2 separate regions of the Mus musculus genome follow, and region 1 is linked to region 2. The links are chromatin contacts, called in public HiChIP or PLAC-seq maps. All regions are on one chromosome and are shown on one strand. The core of a region is the stretch at or near the end of the contact, and the rest is flanking DNA. Distances in the headings are between cores, read along the strand shown. Region 1 overlaps Plbd1 (phospholipase B domain containing 1). Region 2 has its middle 14 kb from the start of Ddx47.

Region 1 (4,142 bases), core at 609-3,108, 1.6 Mb before region 2:
AGAGAGATTTCTGAAAGGCTGGTAGGGTGGCTCAGCAGATGAGGGCACTTTTTGTCAAGCCTACTGACCTGAGTTTGACCCTCTAGACCCACACAGTAGAAGGAGAGAACTGACTTGCACAGCTTTTCTTCTGACCTCCACAAGCACACCATGGTATGCTTATGTGCACACAGCCTTGTTAGCACAGATACAGACACAAAAACTGAATTCTTCATCAACCCGGCCCTGCCTCCTGAGTGTTGGAACCACACCTGGCTCTACAGATTTTATTTTTGCCTGACCCATCACATCCCACTCCCCCTAAAAAGAAAAAACAAGAACACAAACATGTAAAATACAGAAATAATCCACATAGGGCTATCTCCTTAGCATCACCCGGCCTCCTGCTAGCACACCTCCCAAGTACAAAGGCAGCTAAGAATACTCATTAAGTGCTTTCTTTTGGTGAAGACTTTCCAAGCCTAGTTTGTACTTCATCTGTGGAAAGTGGTGAGAGTTACCTTCTCCCTCTCTCTCTTTCTCCTTCTCCATCCCCTCCCCCTTTCCTCTTTGGGGTATGGTTCTTCGGGGCTGCCCCAGGACTGGGGATTTGTACTTCCTAGTGCAATCCTCAAGCGATCTCTGTATCTAGAAGCAGGCTGGGCTGGGGAGGCCAGTGGGATATGCTCTTTAATGACCCAGGCATGGATAGATACAAAATCTTGCTAAGTATATCTCAGAGTAGCCCATATCTCTTCTTCCTCACCACTGTGTCTCCTAGATTATAAAGAGGACCCCTACAGCAAGGGGGATCCCTGCAGTACCATCTGCTGTCGTGAGGACCTGAATGGAGCCAGTCCAAGCCCTGGAGGATGCTATGACACCAAGGTAATAGACACTCTGATGCTTTCCAATTTACTCCTAACAAGGAGTTAGGCCAGAGGCAAGATGTTTTTGTAGCATAACCCAGTTTGTCCAACCACATATTAAATTCAGGAAGCAGCTTTGTATATAACTACACCTGGCTCTACAGATTTTTGGTAGATTCTCAGCATTCATACGCTGGCTAACAACCATCTGAACTCCAATTCTGGGATATCTACTACCCTCTTCAGGCTTCTACTGGTACTGCAGGCTTGGTACACATATATACTCTCATAGACAAATACTCGTTAAATAAAATAAACAAACCACACTCCACCTTAAGAAGGGCGAATGAAGATTACACAGTCAAATTTTAGATGGTCTTCTCAAATGTTTTCCTCTCTTTTTCCAGGTGGCAGACATCTTTCTTGCATCTCAGTATAAAGCCTATGCCATTAGTGGTCCCACGGTACAAGATGGACTCCCGCCTTTTAACTGGAATCGGTTCAATGACACGCTCCATCGGGGGATGCCAGAAGTCTTTGACTTTAATTTTGTTACCATGAAACCAATTTTGTCATAGGACAAAAAGTGAGACATAGAGATGACAGAAAGCTGCGAATAGGACACCAAAGGCACTCTTAGCTGTATTTTCCCATCTGTACTCTTAATAAAAAATATTAAATTCCCATCTGTGGTCCTGCGTTTAGCCTTGCTGGGAATGCCGCTTGGTCGGGCGAAATGCCAAGTGCCGATTCACCACTCGAGGTGGAAGAACGCAGCCTTGGATGGGGCCTCAGCCCAAGTGAGACACGACATAGGCTGGGGCTGCAGCTCCCTGACTCCTGAGGAGCCCTGGGCCAGGGGCTCCTAAACTGGACATCCAGATGCCATTAGCAGTCACGGGGAGTTGGGGGCCCATGGGCGCTGGGGAATGAATGGGGGAACTCTAGCCTAGCAGCAGTGAGTCAGGGAGCTGAAGGGGCCTTCTGCCAGAGACTTGGACAGCGAGGCTCTGTAGATGAAGCCTGTCTCCTTGCTGCCCATGGGAGTTCTTGATGAGTCAGTCCTTGGTTTCAAATTGTTTATTGACTGTTCATCATGGAAAACACCACTTCCTCAGGATGGACCAGAGATTAGGTACCTTTTGCAGGAAGGAATGTCTGAGAAGGGAAGCTAATTGGCTAAACGCCCAGGGCCCATCCAGCTATTTCATTAGCATGGAGAACTCTGTTCTGATCTACAAGACCACTGTGGGGAGCGTGGTCATGTGTTCCAGGCCAGGAATATGGCAGGGAGCAGGGAGATGCCTACAATCCGCAGATGGGTACCTGGGTCTCAGAACCCACGCAACCTTACCAAGTTTCCTGGCATGGTCCATCGCCCTACACACATCCATTTTCCATAGAGTTGTTTAACAGCAAACATTTCCTGAAGGGTAGAAAGCTACAGAATAAACATGTATGAAACAAATACACAGAAGGATACAGAAACCCTGTCTCAGTTCACTGTTCTCCTTTTAGGCCTGCAAACATCAATCACAGTTCAAGCTAGAACCAAGTTCAAGTGGAGCTGGAGGCAGGACGAAGGCCTGTTAGAGACACCTGCATTTCCCGCGGTCTTTCTCCTTCCCCTGCTGCTAACAGGGGAAGGATCCTTCCTGGTTGTTAATGGGCAGCAGGTTAGACATGCTGTTCTCTCTCACTAGTTGAAAACACCGTATCTAACCAAGTAGCAGTTCTGTGTAACTCCTACTTTCCCAAAGCCAGGGCACAACATCTGGGTGGAGTACCAGGGAGGGAACTGCTGAACAAGGCACTGAACAGGGAGCAAGGGGTTTTTGTGATGGAAGTGGGAGTTTTTAAAGAAACACAAGGACTGAGAACTCTTGGAATGAGTCAGGGTACTCAGAATGTTAAAAACTCAGTCATTTATTTCAAAGTATAAAGTTCAGGCTTGCTGGACAAACCCCACTACAGTCGACACTTACACACGGACACCATTCTACTGTACATTTAGGAAAGAAAGAAAATGAAAACCTTCAAAACCTAATAAAAATAGGGCAACCAACCTGCTACTGCCCAGTTAGCATTAGACCTTAAGGAGGGTCTTACAGCATCTTATTTACATTTTCAACTGCAACAAACAGAAATTCGGATGCGAGTTTCCTACAGGGACTGATTTTCACATTTACATTTGAAATGGTTGATAAAATCCTCAAGCTAGGATCCCCCAGAAGGTGTTTGATTGCTTTGTTCCCTTATTTACAAAAAGAAGAAGGGAGAGAAAATACATTTAAATATTTAAATGATAGGTAGGTATTCAGAGTAAGGCTAACATAGAAAACACAAAACAAAAGCTCAAACATGACAGTCATTGGCAGATGGGAGCAGTGACTTCACCTCCTCCCTCTCTGCTGACTCAAGGCGATGAGTTTTACAAATTAGTCTCCTGCTCCAACAAACCCCTCATAATTGCTCTAATCTTTATGTGTCCCTTAAATATTTTTTTAAAGCCATTTGCCCTGAAAATGATTAAGGAAGACAGACTCACACATGATTACACAGTTATTGCCTATAGCACAAGGACATGTGTAGTTCCATGAGAGCCAACCAGGCCACCCAATCACTGGGAAGTGGGAAAATTTGACCATATTGAGGATACGGAAATGGCCTACGGAGTCAGGAGAACACTTGAAAGGCTTTCTTTGTGGTACCTACGGGGTGAAATCACAGCCTGTCAAGAGAGGATGCCACACAGAGCATTCTAAATCAGACAGTACTGGGAGACACCAGGGAAGAAATGGGCATCCCTGCCATGTCACACTAAGTGGCAACTGGGAGGATATTTAAAGCGATTGGAGCAAGCCCCCAGAACACCTGTCCAACACTGGAAGAGAGCTCTGAAGAGATGCCTCACGCTTGCAAAAGTATCCTTTATCTGGCATAGGTGGGGGGGGGGGGAACACTGCTCTGTGAGGCAAATGCTATCCCAACAGGTATTTCCAAGGAAGAAAGCTCTGTTCCTTTCATAAAGTCATACTGCATCACACAGTACAGAAAGCACTCTGCAGATGTAGAAGGATGGACTGGAGCCTGGAGCCAGGGACAGAGCCACCGTGTAAAGTGAACTGCTACAACAAGCTGCTTCTGTATGCCATTCGCCAGAACATAAAGAGGCTTACTCACACTTAAAACAGGGTGAAAAGTACTCAGACAAAGTGCAAATGAGGGAGTGACAGACAGCTGTCACTGCTAGTTACTCGAGAAGCATCTGTCGCTTCATCTACAGATTCCAGA
Region 2 (3,947 bases), core at 336-2,835:
TGGCAATCAAGAAAACTTGTCATGGTCTCTGCTCTCTTGACTCACTGAAAATCACAAGGAGAGCATTGGCTTGAAGGTGGCACTGGGTTTAATAGCCTGGACTGGCGAGTTTCTGAGATGTCAGGCAGCAAGGTAGAGTCACCAGAGGACTCATCTTCAGAGAATGGAGGGGAAAGAGCCAGTGTTCAAGGCTGGGAGGTAAAATAATATATATGTACACACACATATCTGTATATATATACTTTTTATAAATTTATAAAGATATATATAAAACACTTTGTCTCTGTTCTGTAACACACTCTCTCTCTCTCTCTCTCTCTCTCTCTCTCTCTCTCTCTCATCTCTATCTCTGGGGTGGTATGGTGTGTGTGGGTATAAGGGTATGTGTTTTGAACATGGGAAGGCTCACTCGTGTGTGTGTGTGTGTGTGTGTGTGTGTGTGTGTGTGTGTGTGTGTGTGTAGGCCAGAGGTCAACATCCAGTGTCTTCCTTGATTGCTCTTCCTATCATATGGGTCTCAAGGACCAAGCTCAGATAGTTAGGCTTGGCAGAAAGCTCCTTTACCCACTAAATCACCCCACAAGCCCACAACCATATTTTTTTGTTTTTGAGACAGAGTTTCTCATTGAACCTAGAGTTCACCAATTGACTACACTGACTGGCTAGAGAGTCCCAGATGTCCAGCCTCCCTTCCCAAGTGCTGTGATCACAGGCACAGGCCACCACACCAACTGTTCATGAGTTCCGGGGATCTGAACTCAGGCCCTCCTACTTGTACAGCAAGCACTTCAGCAGCTGAGACGTCTGTCCAGCCTCTCATTTTCTTTTTAATGCCAGGAATCAAACCCAGAGCCACGTGCATGTAAACACAGCCTTTGCCATTGAGCTATGCCCTCAGGCCCACAGCCCAATATTGCTGACCATCATGCCTGACTGCTGCTATCATTCTTTTGGATGGAGGACAAGTCCCCATCACTTTGGGCCAAAGACAAAAAGAATAAGTGACTCACTAGCTCCCTGGCACCAAGCCATGAGATAACATGGACAAGTGAAAGCTATGGACTGGCCTGGATGAGGGTACAGCAAAACAGAGGGATATATCGTGAAAGAGGATTCAAGACCCTGAACAACTTACTCTCATACACACTGTGCATTGGGAAGGAAATGCCTGTATTCCCAGGCTCCAGACTGGAGGGGGAGAACCAGGAGTTGGTGACCTATCAATACCTAGATAGGCAGGGGAGACTTTAGCACAAATGGAAAGCTAGCACAGATAGGGACCAGGGAACAGAGCAAGGCTGCATTTTATACAGCATTTAGTTCTCCCAGTCCTAGAGTCTGGGTAACCCAGAGATCCCTGCACACAAAAGGCAAGCTCTCTACCTGTGAGGAAACACCCCAGGCCTGGCCTGGCAGTCCTGTTAAAGACTATCACCCTTCAGATACCTATAGGTACTTCTCATACCTGCCCTGATTGCTACCCCTTAGTCACTGCAGGCCACACAAGAGTACACTGTGTGCCCTTTGATTCTGCACTGCACCCCAGTCACTGCTCACTAGTAACTATTTTTTCCCACAGAGGAAGTGAGGGCGAGCATTTCCCCCTTCTGCCATCTACCGGTGAAAACGAAGATGTTCTGTTATCCTCTCTTAATGGTTGCCCATTGGAAACTAAGTTGGCATCTGAAAGCTTATAGGCATAACACTCATTTGTTATGTGGAGCACATTTAAGGAAATGCAATACTGCCACCACTGGCTGATTCCTTTCGTTCAGTAAGTGCTTGTTGAGTGTATAATGTGAAATGCATACAAAAGACACACATACACATCATATAAGGACTGAGATTTGGAATCAAATTTGGTTTTGTTTTTTTGGTTTGTGTATGTGCTTTTGTTTGGGTCTTTTGACCTAAAATTTTTTTGCATCTATTTATCAGAGGTAGGGTGGAAACTATCACAGGATGTTAAGAGATTAAGAGGAAGTTCTGTGAGTCAGTTCTCTCATTATATGAGTCCTGGGGGGATCAATCTCAGGTCCTCAGGTTTAGTAGCAAGTGCCTTTACCTGCTGAGCCACCTCACTGGCTCTGTTTTCCAAAAGATGGGGTTTCCACGTAGCCCAGGCTGGCTCCAAACTACCTACGCAGCTGATGCTGGCCTTGAACTCCTGATCTTCCTGCTTCTTCCTCCTAAAATCTGAGATTACTGGTATCAGATGAACAGATGGCTGTAAGCAGACGAAAGCTCTACCATGGTTTGAGAATGGCCCCCAATGCATGGAGGTGTTTGGGAAGAATTAGGCGGCGTGTCCTTGTTGCAACAGGTGTGTCACTGGAGGTAAACTTGGAGGCTTCGAACGCCCATTCCAGGCCTAATCTCCTTCGTTCTGCCTCCTGTTTGTGGATCAGATCTAAGCACTTAGCTACTGCCATGTTCCCTAGCTTGATGATCATGGCATAATCCCGAAACTATAAGCAAGCCCCCAATAAATGCTTCCTTTTATATGATGTCTCCTCACAGCAACAAAGTCTCTAAGACAAGCTCCAGCGGTATCAACAGGTATGAGGGTCCTACAGACTGTGTGGCCTCCAGCTGAGCATGTTCTTGTCTTCAATCATGGCCCAGAGCTCTTGTCTACTTAGGTGTGACTGTTTGGCGATACTTCCCAGACCTCAAGTTTCTGCAGTTATTTTTAGCTGTAGTTTTAGTGCATTCTTGAGACAGGTGAGGCATAAAGAATGTAGGTGTGGGTCACCCTTGAATCTCCAGTGCTTGGGCTGAGTCTCTTGTCATTCCAGCCCAAGAGTGACTCACACCCTTTTATTATCTGCCCCAAGGCTAGGTTTCACCTCAAGAACTCTGGATTAGAATTGCCACAGCCTAGTCTCTAATTTCTTTTTTGAGGACATGCCTTCTTCATGCTTTGTCACCTGCTTCTGATAAGGTGGATTCCTTCATTTGCTGTAACCAACACCACTGCCCTCTGGTTCTTTCTGGTCCCATTTCCCAGAGCTGAGGCACTTGGCAACTGGCATCAGATGTAGGGGATAGATAGCTCAGAGACAGGAAGCTACTTGGAAAGCTCTCTGGCTCTCATCCAGACATCTGTGAAGAGTCAGGCAAATTCTGGGGTGTTTGTTGCATTTTTATAAGACCAAGAATAATAAAATGATCTAGTTGAGTCTTGGACCCTCAGAGTAACAACTGAGCTACACCTCCAAGCCTGGCACAACGGGTTATGTATATGGACGTACTAGTTCTCCTGTGTGCACCTGTGTGTTCATGTATATGTAGAAGCCAGAGGTCAACGTCTGGCGTCTTCCTCAACCACTCTTTAAATCTCTCCAAAATTATGCATATATCTCAGCTCCATGAACCACTGCTTAGCAGAAGTTCAGGCTGGAACACTCCCCAGATTTTTATTGAGCCCTCAGACACGTCCCCAATCCAATTTTAATTTGCTTCTGAAGTTCTTCACAGGGAGACAATGTTACCCATCAGCTGTCCACTGATGCAAAATAAAGTCACCACCACAGTCACGTTGGAGAAGCCTATCAGGAAAGCATGACTGGTTAGAAAATGAGCCCCAAGGGTGCCCAACTCAGATCAACTGCTCACAAGTATGGATGGCTCCTCCCCGCTTCCTTTCGATTGTCCGAGTCCTCTAACTCATCCTTCACTCAAATGCACCATGAACAGCAATTAAATGCAAAGCCCGGGCTACTCTGTTGGTAGAGTCCCAACCTAACGAGCCCTGGGTTTGGTCTCCAGGCATAGTGGCACACATCTGTAACCCCAGCAACCTGTAAAGTCCCTAGACAAGGAATCAGGAAAATGAATGTACCTGGGGCTCTGAAGCCCTTTGCTGCCGCACCAATAGCAGGAAAGTGCAGCTTCCTCTAAACAGAACTTCTCTTTAAAGCCATCCATCATCTTGCTCTTCATTT

Evidence for each region. HiChIP or PLAC-seq counts read pairs in DNA pulled down with a chosen protein or histone mark.
Region 1: a contact with region 2 is called in an HNF4G HiChIP or PLAC-seq map of pancreatic cancer cells. The contact joins two enhancer-like sites. A contact is called at or near these places in 4 of 39 promoter capture datasets (the 3T3-L1 cell line, hippocampal neurons, liver and 1 more) and 1 of 115 datasets of contacts at active chromatin or transcription factors (pancreatic cancer cells).

Annotation. Positions count from the first base shown.
Region 1 is chr6:136,609,462-136,613,603 of GRCm38.p6, reverse strand. Plbd1 (phospholipase B domain containing 1) reads left to right here. Exons shown (of 11, transcript NM_025806.2): 10 at 761-867; 11 at 1,256-1,533. The coding sequence ends at 1,426. It also overlaps a transcript of Atf7ip not described here. Among named protein-coding and RNA genes, the nearest start is that of Gm40409, 19 kb to the left of the region's middle. Within about 2 kb of position 1,858, at least 20 of the 459 cell types and tissues checked have an H3K27ac peak or open chromatin away from gene starts, as enhancers often do. A contact at or near this core is called in pancreatic cancer cells, where this site is marked.
Region 2 is chr6:135,024,054-135,028,000 of GRCm38.p6, reverse strand. No RefSeq gene overlaps it. Among named protein-coding and RNA genes, the nearest start is that of Ddx47, 14 kb to the right of the region's middle. Within about 2 kb of position 1,585, at least 69 of the 459 cell types and tissues checked have an H3K27ac peak or open chromatin away from gene starts, as enhancers often do. A contact at or near this core is called in pancreatic cancer cells, where this site is marked.